Linked DNA regions of Gossypium hirsutum: all the other regions are linked to region 2. The links are chromatin contacts, called in public Hi-C maps. All regions are on one chromosome and are shown on one strand. Each heading gives the region's core, a stretch centred on a gene start, on an enhancer-like site or on the middle of the called end of the contact. The rest is flanking DNA. Distances are from core to core; before and after follow the strand shown.

Region 1 (2,700 bases), core at 88-2,587, 390 kb before region 2:
ATTTGGTCACATCCAACATCTCAATCCTCAATCCTTCAATTTGTTCAGCATTTACCTTGACAGCTTCTATTTCTTCAACCTCAATTGCTCTCATATCTGCATCCATCCCTTCAAGCATCTTCTCTCCTTCCTTAAAAGGTTTAGTCTTTGGACAAGCACCAGCCTTATTCCATTCACCTTCAAAATGTGAAGGTGAAAACGTGGCGAGGAACACATCAATTCTATTACCATTAGCCCCTTTTCTCTCAATTATTGTCTTAAGCGCAGTCTTTAAGGCCTTCCTCATCACATCGTAAAATCCAATCTCAGTGTGATTTAGTCCAGGGCAGTAATGACAACCTAATACTAAATCACCCTCATAATAAACTGCTGGATGAAGAAACCAATGCCCTATCGAGAGTAGAATCATATCTATATGGTCCAAATCAGAACCCCACTTCTCATCAACAGTGTCCACATATAATTCATTATGATTTGGACCAGCTTTTGATTTCTCAACACCTTTAACTAGAAATGGTGACCAGTACACTGATATAGTAATGTTATGAGAAGCAAAATGCCATGTACGAAACTTGTTATCCTCCCCACCTCTATAAACCAGGTTAGGATTGGAGGCAGTGGCTAGCATACAAAGAAGTGATTCCAGTTGGTTCCTAGCCATGGAATCTCCGACAAAAGCTATGTGCTTGTTACTTAAGAGATGCAAGAAAGTATTGGGATTAAACCTGGGGAGCTTGCATTGGCTTGCTCGCCATCTCCAATAAAGGTAATCCAAGTCAGGTCTCCCATGAGAGATACAATTTTGACCGTCCTTGATTGTACCACAGGTTGTGCCATTGTACAGAGGCCCCATCTTGTCGTGTACCCATCTGCCGTCGGTGTAGTCACATGGAGTTTCATAAACTATTTCTTCTTCTATAAAAGAACAAAAAAAGTTGGTTCATTAATATCACCCAATAACTAAAAACTCATGGTAATTAAGGATAAAAGGTTGACAAGTACTTTTGGTTGCTGAAAATACCTTTGGTGAGGATGGTGGGATTGTTGGGAGGGAGGTGATGAAAAGGGTGAAAGTAGAAGCGAAGAAGAGCTATGGGGAGGAGAGCATAAAGAGCGAAAGGCAGCAACTTCTTGGTGGGGGAGGGAGAGTTAGGATGGGGTTTGAGTGGACTCATTACCTCCATGTTGGAAAGAGAAATACTTGCACTGCTCCTTTGTTCTTTTGTTTTCTGGGTTATTTGGCTTTGAGTTGAGGGTTAATTCTAGCCTTACAACACTGTGGATGTTACAGTAAGCGTTTCAGGCAAAACGACAGCTTGTTTTGCTACGATAAGCTAAGCGAGTCGGCCAAAATATCCAGCGGGAAATCGTTGTTTATAGCCATAGCTGTGACTTAGTCGATGGTTGGATCTGACCCGTTAGTGTTAAAAGTTGGATTTAAATATAATATTAATTGATATTTATTAATCCTATATTTGGATTGAAGTAATAGAAAAGAAATCATTTCTTCGTTTCATTAACTTATTTTTATTTAGATAAGAGAAAATGTTAAGGAAATTGATTTCATTAGTTATCTCAAATCAGAAGGACTTGATTAATTAATTTGGTATCATTTCAATTAGGAAATAATTAATATATCTTTTTATTAAATTATTATTATTTTGATAGTTTTTTTTATTTTTCTATAAAATTAAATTAAAATTAACATTTTAAAGAATAATTTTAATAAATTTATAAACAAATTCTTCATCACTAAACCAATTAATAATCTTTAATTAAATTTTAAAAATTTTATTATATGTTATTTTTAAAAACACTTCTATTCTAAATATTGTTATAAATATTTTATTAAGTGAATGTCCATCAAGATCTAGATAAGTTTTGATATATTTTAAATTCTAATAGTCATTAGAAGTAGAGTTCTATTTCATTTATACTTCTTATGTCTGTAAATATAGATTTTGGAGAAGCATTGTAAAAATTTCGATTGATCAATAAAATACGCTCTCTTTTTGCTCTCCCATCCTCTTTGTCCTTTACTTTCTGTCTTTTTATTTTATAACACATTATCTGCACGATTCTCTTTTATTTTATAATACAGACATTCCAGATCTACTGCTCAAGTTTTTGTCGATTGCCTTCTAGAGCTATTGCAATTTTAGTCTTCAATTGAAGCCTGCGCACTATGGGTAATCATTAAAACCTTTAACCACTTAGATCTTCAGATATATTTTATTATGATTTATTTATTATGTCATATTTATTATAATTCGAGACTAATCATGACAACATGAATAGATAAATTTTGATTTGAAATCCACACGTGTTTGCGATGGTGATTATGAAATTTGGGACGTTTATAAGTTCATCCTAGTAAATCTATTATATTCCCCAAAGTGAATGCAAAAGAAAACAAAAACCGATATTATTTCAATATTTGGGAGTACAAAATTAGTCGAAAGCTCTAGAAGAGCTAATATATTAATATCTTGTGATGGTTAATCCATTGGTTTTAAAAGATATTTATAATGGATCTCATATTGAGATTGTGAATGAATAAAAAATTATATTTCATATAAATCACTATTGCTATAAATATCTATTTTGAAAGGATGAAAAAAAAGAGAGGATTGAGTTATTGATTACTCTTGTTATTAAATTGAATTGACTGTGATTATCTTTATGATCTTCTTTTGTCAT
Region 2 (2,700 bases), core at 114-2,613:
TGATAACTCAGTCCTTGGAGCTTACATTAGGGATAATAAACTGTGGGTTAGGTCTTTTCGACGGTGTGTTTTTAAGCATATGCTTCGTGAAGGGAACATAGTGGCCCATTTATTAGCTATAGAGATTTTGAAGGGTGGGAATAGTTATTACCTAAATGGGCGAGTGCTTGATTTTACGCTATTGGCAGTGGAGAGTGATCAACGGTTTGTATTTAGAGGCAAGGAAAGGGGAATGGGGAGGACTTTGTGGGGCACGTTTAGATGAGGATTGATTTGGAAGGAAAGTGAGAGCTGAGGGGACTCGAATGGTTTTTGATGGGTTTTGGAAAGGGTGAGTTTCGTCTTTGGGGAGTCTCGGAAGTTGCTTGTGTGCTAGATTTCTTAGATTTGGACGCTTAAAGGGTCTTGATTAGACCTGCTCATGGGTCGGGCTACTCGGCCCGGCCCGAAGGCCAGCCTGAAATGTAGGAGGGTTTGGGCAAAAATATAAGCCTGAAAAATGGGTTTGGACAAAAAATAAGGCCTGTTTAAAAAATGGGCCGGGCCTCGGGTAAGGTATTTTTGGCCCGGGCCCGGCCCGGCACGAATTCACTAAATGACAAAAAAATCTGCTATTTTTTGTTTTGTTTTTGAATGTTATTTTCTTGTTGTTTTCTCCCTATTTTGCTACCATATTACTATTAGTTGCTACTATTTTGTTGTTATTGTTTGGATATTGTATAAAACTTATTTTATTATTAATTTTGTTATTATTTTAAAAGTATTTGTTAATTTTGTTATTATTTTAGAGGTATTTGCTTGTTAAGTTGCACCTATCTTAGTGCTATTTAAGTTTACATATTTTTTAAAATTTATTTTCAATTTGTTGGAAAATATTTATTTTAATTTTTTTAGTATTTTTGATGTATTATATATATTTAAAAATTATATAAAAATAAATACGGGCGGGCCGGGCCGAGCCCAAATTTTAGTATTTTTATTTGGGTCGGGCTTAAGAAAAATTTTAGACCCGTTCTTTAGGCCCGGCCCGGCCCATGAGCACCTCTAGTCTTGATGTTTGGGAATTGGGATAATCGTTGCTGGTTGCTTTGCTGGTGGCGTTTCAGCTGCTCTTTTGTTGAACAACCAGCTGGTTTTGGGGAACAGCTCATCGTTGGAACTGATTGCTCTTTATCGTCTGCTGTTTAAGCTGTTCTTTGCTGGGCTTTCTTTTGGTTTGTTTTATTGGCTTTATGTTTGGGTTATTTCCTGTTTTGGGTTTGATTTGTTGGACTTCTTTTTATTCTGTTTTGTTTTAATATTAGCCCAGCTTCCTTAAAAAAAAAAGTTCATCCGCCGCCCCATCAAGAACCGGAATAACACACGACACTTCAAGTCTTCTCTTTGCTCTCTCTTTTCCATGGATTTCTTGTCTACCACAGCCATTAAAGCTGCTTCTTCGTTTTCGTGCTGTTCATTGTTATTTGCTATCTCTCAAACCCAAATCAAGCCCAAAACCACTCCTTTTCAACTTCCATGGAATACCCTGAGTCCATCAAAGCTTCTTCTTCAAGTCCCTCAAATGCATTCAATCTCCTCCTGGTTCTCTTCCTTCAAAGCCCACTTCGTTTTCATGCTCTGCTGTTACATAGTTTCCAACCCAGACGCTCATCTCCTACGCGAAAATTCTGTTGAAATTCTTCATCTCCCACGCCCAAAAACCGCTGTTCAATCGTTAATCATTTGAAAAACTTTGAAATTTTGCTGTTACACAGTCTCCAAACACTTGCATTTGCGTTGTCTTTTGGGTTCAATGTTTGAGAAACAAATTTGATTTATTTAGATGGAAAATGTAGACTAATTTTGTTATACATGTATAGACCCTACAGAGGAACTTCTCTATAAAAGCTTCCATCTGAGCTAACAGACATTCTTTACAAATTTTCTCTCATCCTTTACTACGATTATCTTCTCCCTCCTCTCCCCGACTGATTCGAACCGGGTCATATGTTGCACGGCCCGAGTTTGACTCGATGCCCAAATGCACTCTGAAGGGAACAGTAGACTCTGAGTTGACAGCGGTTTCGGCGAAAGGGTTCTGCTCTTGCTTGGTTTCGGTTCTCGATGGTGCGGCGCCCAAGGAAGTGCTGCAATTAAAAATAGGAGAAAATAAAATATTTAAATGCATGTAGTGGAGCCGGAAAGAAACAAAAAATAGTGGGAATGTTATGCAATTTTAACTGAAGTGATTAAAATAAAAATTTTATAATGTAAATATTTTTATTTTAAATGCTTAAAATGAAATTTTTGAAAAATTGAGTGATTATATATGTACTTTACCCTTTGTGATATCATATAAATTACTTAATTTTTATTTGAACTTATTAATTTCAAATTATAGTAATTATTATACTTTTAATTTTTGTATTAACTTGTATGACTTTTTTTTCTTTGCACAACTTGTAAAATTTTCCTTTTATTTCAAAAATGCCTTTAGTTCTTTTTTATTCTTTTTACTATATATTATATATAATTTTTACATGCATTTTGTAATTATGATTTTCTATGAAAATATTTTAAAATCATTATTGGTGTGAGTTATTTTCATTGAAATAATTTAAAATTTATTTACTTCAAAAATCATTTTTACTCATCCTTTTCGGTTTTTCCTTTTAAAGGCAATAATTTCAATAACAGTTATTTTTTATTTCAATTTTTATG
Region 3 (2,700 bases), core at 111-2,610, 280 kb before region 2:
TTAATAATAATGATGTACTTTTATTAAACCAAATTGTTCTAAAAATTACAAATATATAAATGTAATCACTACACTAAGGACACTAGATCCTAATAATTCTAACAATTGCCTCGAATTGGTTCAACAAATCTATGATTTATTGTTCATTTTATTGATTTTCTAGATTCCTTAATTTTAGTTTTAGTCTCTTTGCCTTGAACTAATTACAGTGAGTCTCCTTCTATCTCGATCTTTTAGAGACTCATATCCTTAGCAAAGTGCAAAGTTTCAATCTGAAATAGGTTAGGAAAAGGATGATTTCTTAATATTTGGATAATTAATTAAATCAAATGAAACCCATAAAAGAATTTGTGAAATAAAGTTTAAGCCTATAAAGAAAACAAAATTGTGTGATAAGTTTTTGGGAAGAGGAAACTTTGGTGTAGAGAAGAATTCTATGAACTCTCTCTTCAAACTTTTATTTTTCTTCTTTTAGCTGTAAATGGACACTAAACGGAAATAGAATAGCAAGAAAGCTCACTTAAAATAAAAGAATGCACATGTTAAAAACTTATTGAATGGGCAACAAAGTGGACACCAAAGAGGGGCAGAAGAATTTTGTTCATAATAAGATTATATTTTATAATAATTAATATAATATATAAACTTTATAATAAACAATACATAATTAAAACTTAATTTAAATTACATATATGAAAGTGTATATTGACACATTGGAATTGGGGGAAATAAATGAAGCTAAGCATGATTTTAAAAAATATTTAATTTTTATAATTAAAATATTAATTCATATTTTATACTATAAAAAGTTATTATTAAATAATTATAAAATCTAATATATTTATTATTAAAATTTTAGTATAAATATGTATGATAATATATTAAGAATATTATTTAAATTTTGAGATAATTATTGCTAAAATTTATTATTAAATAAAATTGTAATATTGCATAATTTTTATTAAAATAATACATTAAATTAATAATTTATTATATTGTTAAATATAAATAATTTAAAATGTGTATAATAATATTCAACATTGTAATATTTGATATTAATACTTTAATATGTCTAAACTTTTTTTAAAATTAAAATTTATTATTAATATAATAATATTATACTTGATTCAAGTTAATTTTTATATAAAAATAAAATTATTTATAAATAAGTTTTTTTTCAGAAAATGACTATTTTTCAAAGTGTAAGTCTATAACTCATTTTCCATAAAACAAACAGGAAAACATTTTGTATAAATTATTTTTGATGAAAGAAATGCAAAACCACAATAGTTGATGCTTTGGATTAGTTTATCAGATATGTCTATTTTGGCATTTGCATGTTGGGCCATGAATTATATTTTGCTGAATGGTTTAGCCCAATGGACCAAGTCCAACATCCAGGACTTAAGTGTTTTGTGGACTTGGTGTTCAACATTTGATGTTTATCTTCTCAGCCACAAAATTTGCATAGCCATAATCTGATAAGAACAATAAAGCTCAAAGATTTAGCAGATATGGGATAATTAATTCATTTTAATAAGTTGTCATCATTTACAATAGAGGTGAAAAGTAGGTCAATGTTATACGTATTTGCTTCAGCTTATCAACTTAAAATATTTACTTTAAATTTTGCTCAAATCAATGTAAATTATTAACCAAAACACATTCAATTTTTTATAATATTTTTCTGTTTTTTATTTATTTTTAGTGAACTTAATATATTTTTTTAATGATTAGATTATAATGTTTCATGTTAAACTTTAATGTGATATTAATTACATAATACATTATCAATTTGAAAAATAACTAAAAGCTCCACTTATATTTTAAATAAACTTTGAAATTATAAATGAAGTGGAGCTCATTTAGATCTATAAGTAGCTCATTTATGTCTATAAGTACTTTATTTTTTCTATTTTAAAAAATATTTATTATTTAATGTTTAGTAACATATTTTTAATATTTAGATTATAAATATTTAATATCTAATATTAATGTCATACTAGTTACACAATAGATATCATTTTTTTTTGTTATTAACACTTCTGTTAATAGTAGTGTCAGAAAATATTGTTCCCTACAAAATCACTCTTTGGTAAGATTGTACGATTTGCTCCACTATTGGGATGCCTTGAAAAGCATGACTTGGAAGCTCAAACACAGAGACTATCAAGAAGTTTACTTCTTAACTTTTCTCGGGTATATAACTACTTTTTTCCCTCCACATTGAGTAAATTGTTAAAGCACTTGTACTTAAGTTTGCAAGTAGCACTCCCTTTATCAAAATGAATTATAAAAGTGTAACTTTCACGAAACGATTATTATATCCACTATCTTCGTAATTGTTCTCTCAGTACTCACTATTAGTAACATGAACATGATTTTCTTCACCTTGATTACCCATCATTCATAGCATACTCTTGTGAGTTAACTGCATCTTTTTCATATCTATAAAATATGCAACTTGTTTTGTTGATAACTATTTTAAAAAATTAAATGATGAATCTAATGTTTCATTTAGGGATTTTTTTTATCTTTTAGTAAATCTAAATACTTAAAATTTACTTTGAAATTTCATTCAAAGATCACAACAACTATAGGTCTCATCATTCCATAACCACCACTTGCCATCACACTTGTTTTCCATGATATGTTTCGATCTTGCTTTTCATAATACTTCATTTTACTGGATTGTAACGC

Evidence for each region. Hi-C and Micro-C count contacts between places; a contact is called where the count stands out from the background.
Region 1: a Hi-C map of leaf shows a contact between it and region 2, with 1.8 times the contacts expected there. The contact joins two enhancer-like sites. A contact is called at or near these places in 2 of 34 Hi-C or Micro-C datasets (both in leaf).
Region 3: a Hi-C map of leaf shows a contact between it and region 2, with 2.9 times the contacts expected there. The contact joins two enhancer-like sites. A contact is called at or near these places in 4 of 34 Hi-C or Micro-C datasets (all in leaf).

What each region holds. Positions count from the first base shown.
Region 1 is chrA05:74,967,853-74,970,552 of Gossypium_hirsutum_v2.1, reverse strand. It overlaps the pseudogene LOC107960569. Among protein-coding and RNA genes, the nearest start is that of LOC121229551, 4.8 kb to the left of the region's middle. Within about 2 kb of position 1,337, at least 4 of the 9 cell types and tissues checked have an H3K27ac peak or open chromatin away from gene starts, as enhancers often do. A contact at or near this core is called in leaf, where this site is marked.
Region 2 is chrA05:74,581,529-74,584,228 of Gossypium_hirsutum_v2.1, reverse strand. It overlaps LOC107957312 (a long non-coding RNA gene), which reads right to left. Exons shown (of 2, transcript XR_001700406.2): 2 at 1,796-2,126. Among protein-coding and RNA genes, the nearest start is that of LOC107957312, 4.1 kb to the right of the region's middle. Within about 2 kb of position 1,363, at least 3 of the 9 cell types and tissues checked have an H3K27ac peak or open chromatin away from gene starts, as enhancers often do. A contact at or near this core is called in leaf, where this site is marked.
Region 3 is chrA05:74,858,366-74,861,065 of Gossypium_hirsutum_v2.1, reverse strand. No RefSeq gene overlaps it. Among protein-coding and RNA genes, the nearest start is that of LOC107959974, 40 kb to the right of the region's middle. Within about 2 kb of position 1,360, at least 3 of the 9 cell types and tissues checked have an H3K27ac peak or open chromatin away from gene starts, as enhancers often do. A contact at or near this core is called in leaf, where this site is marked.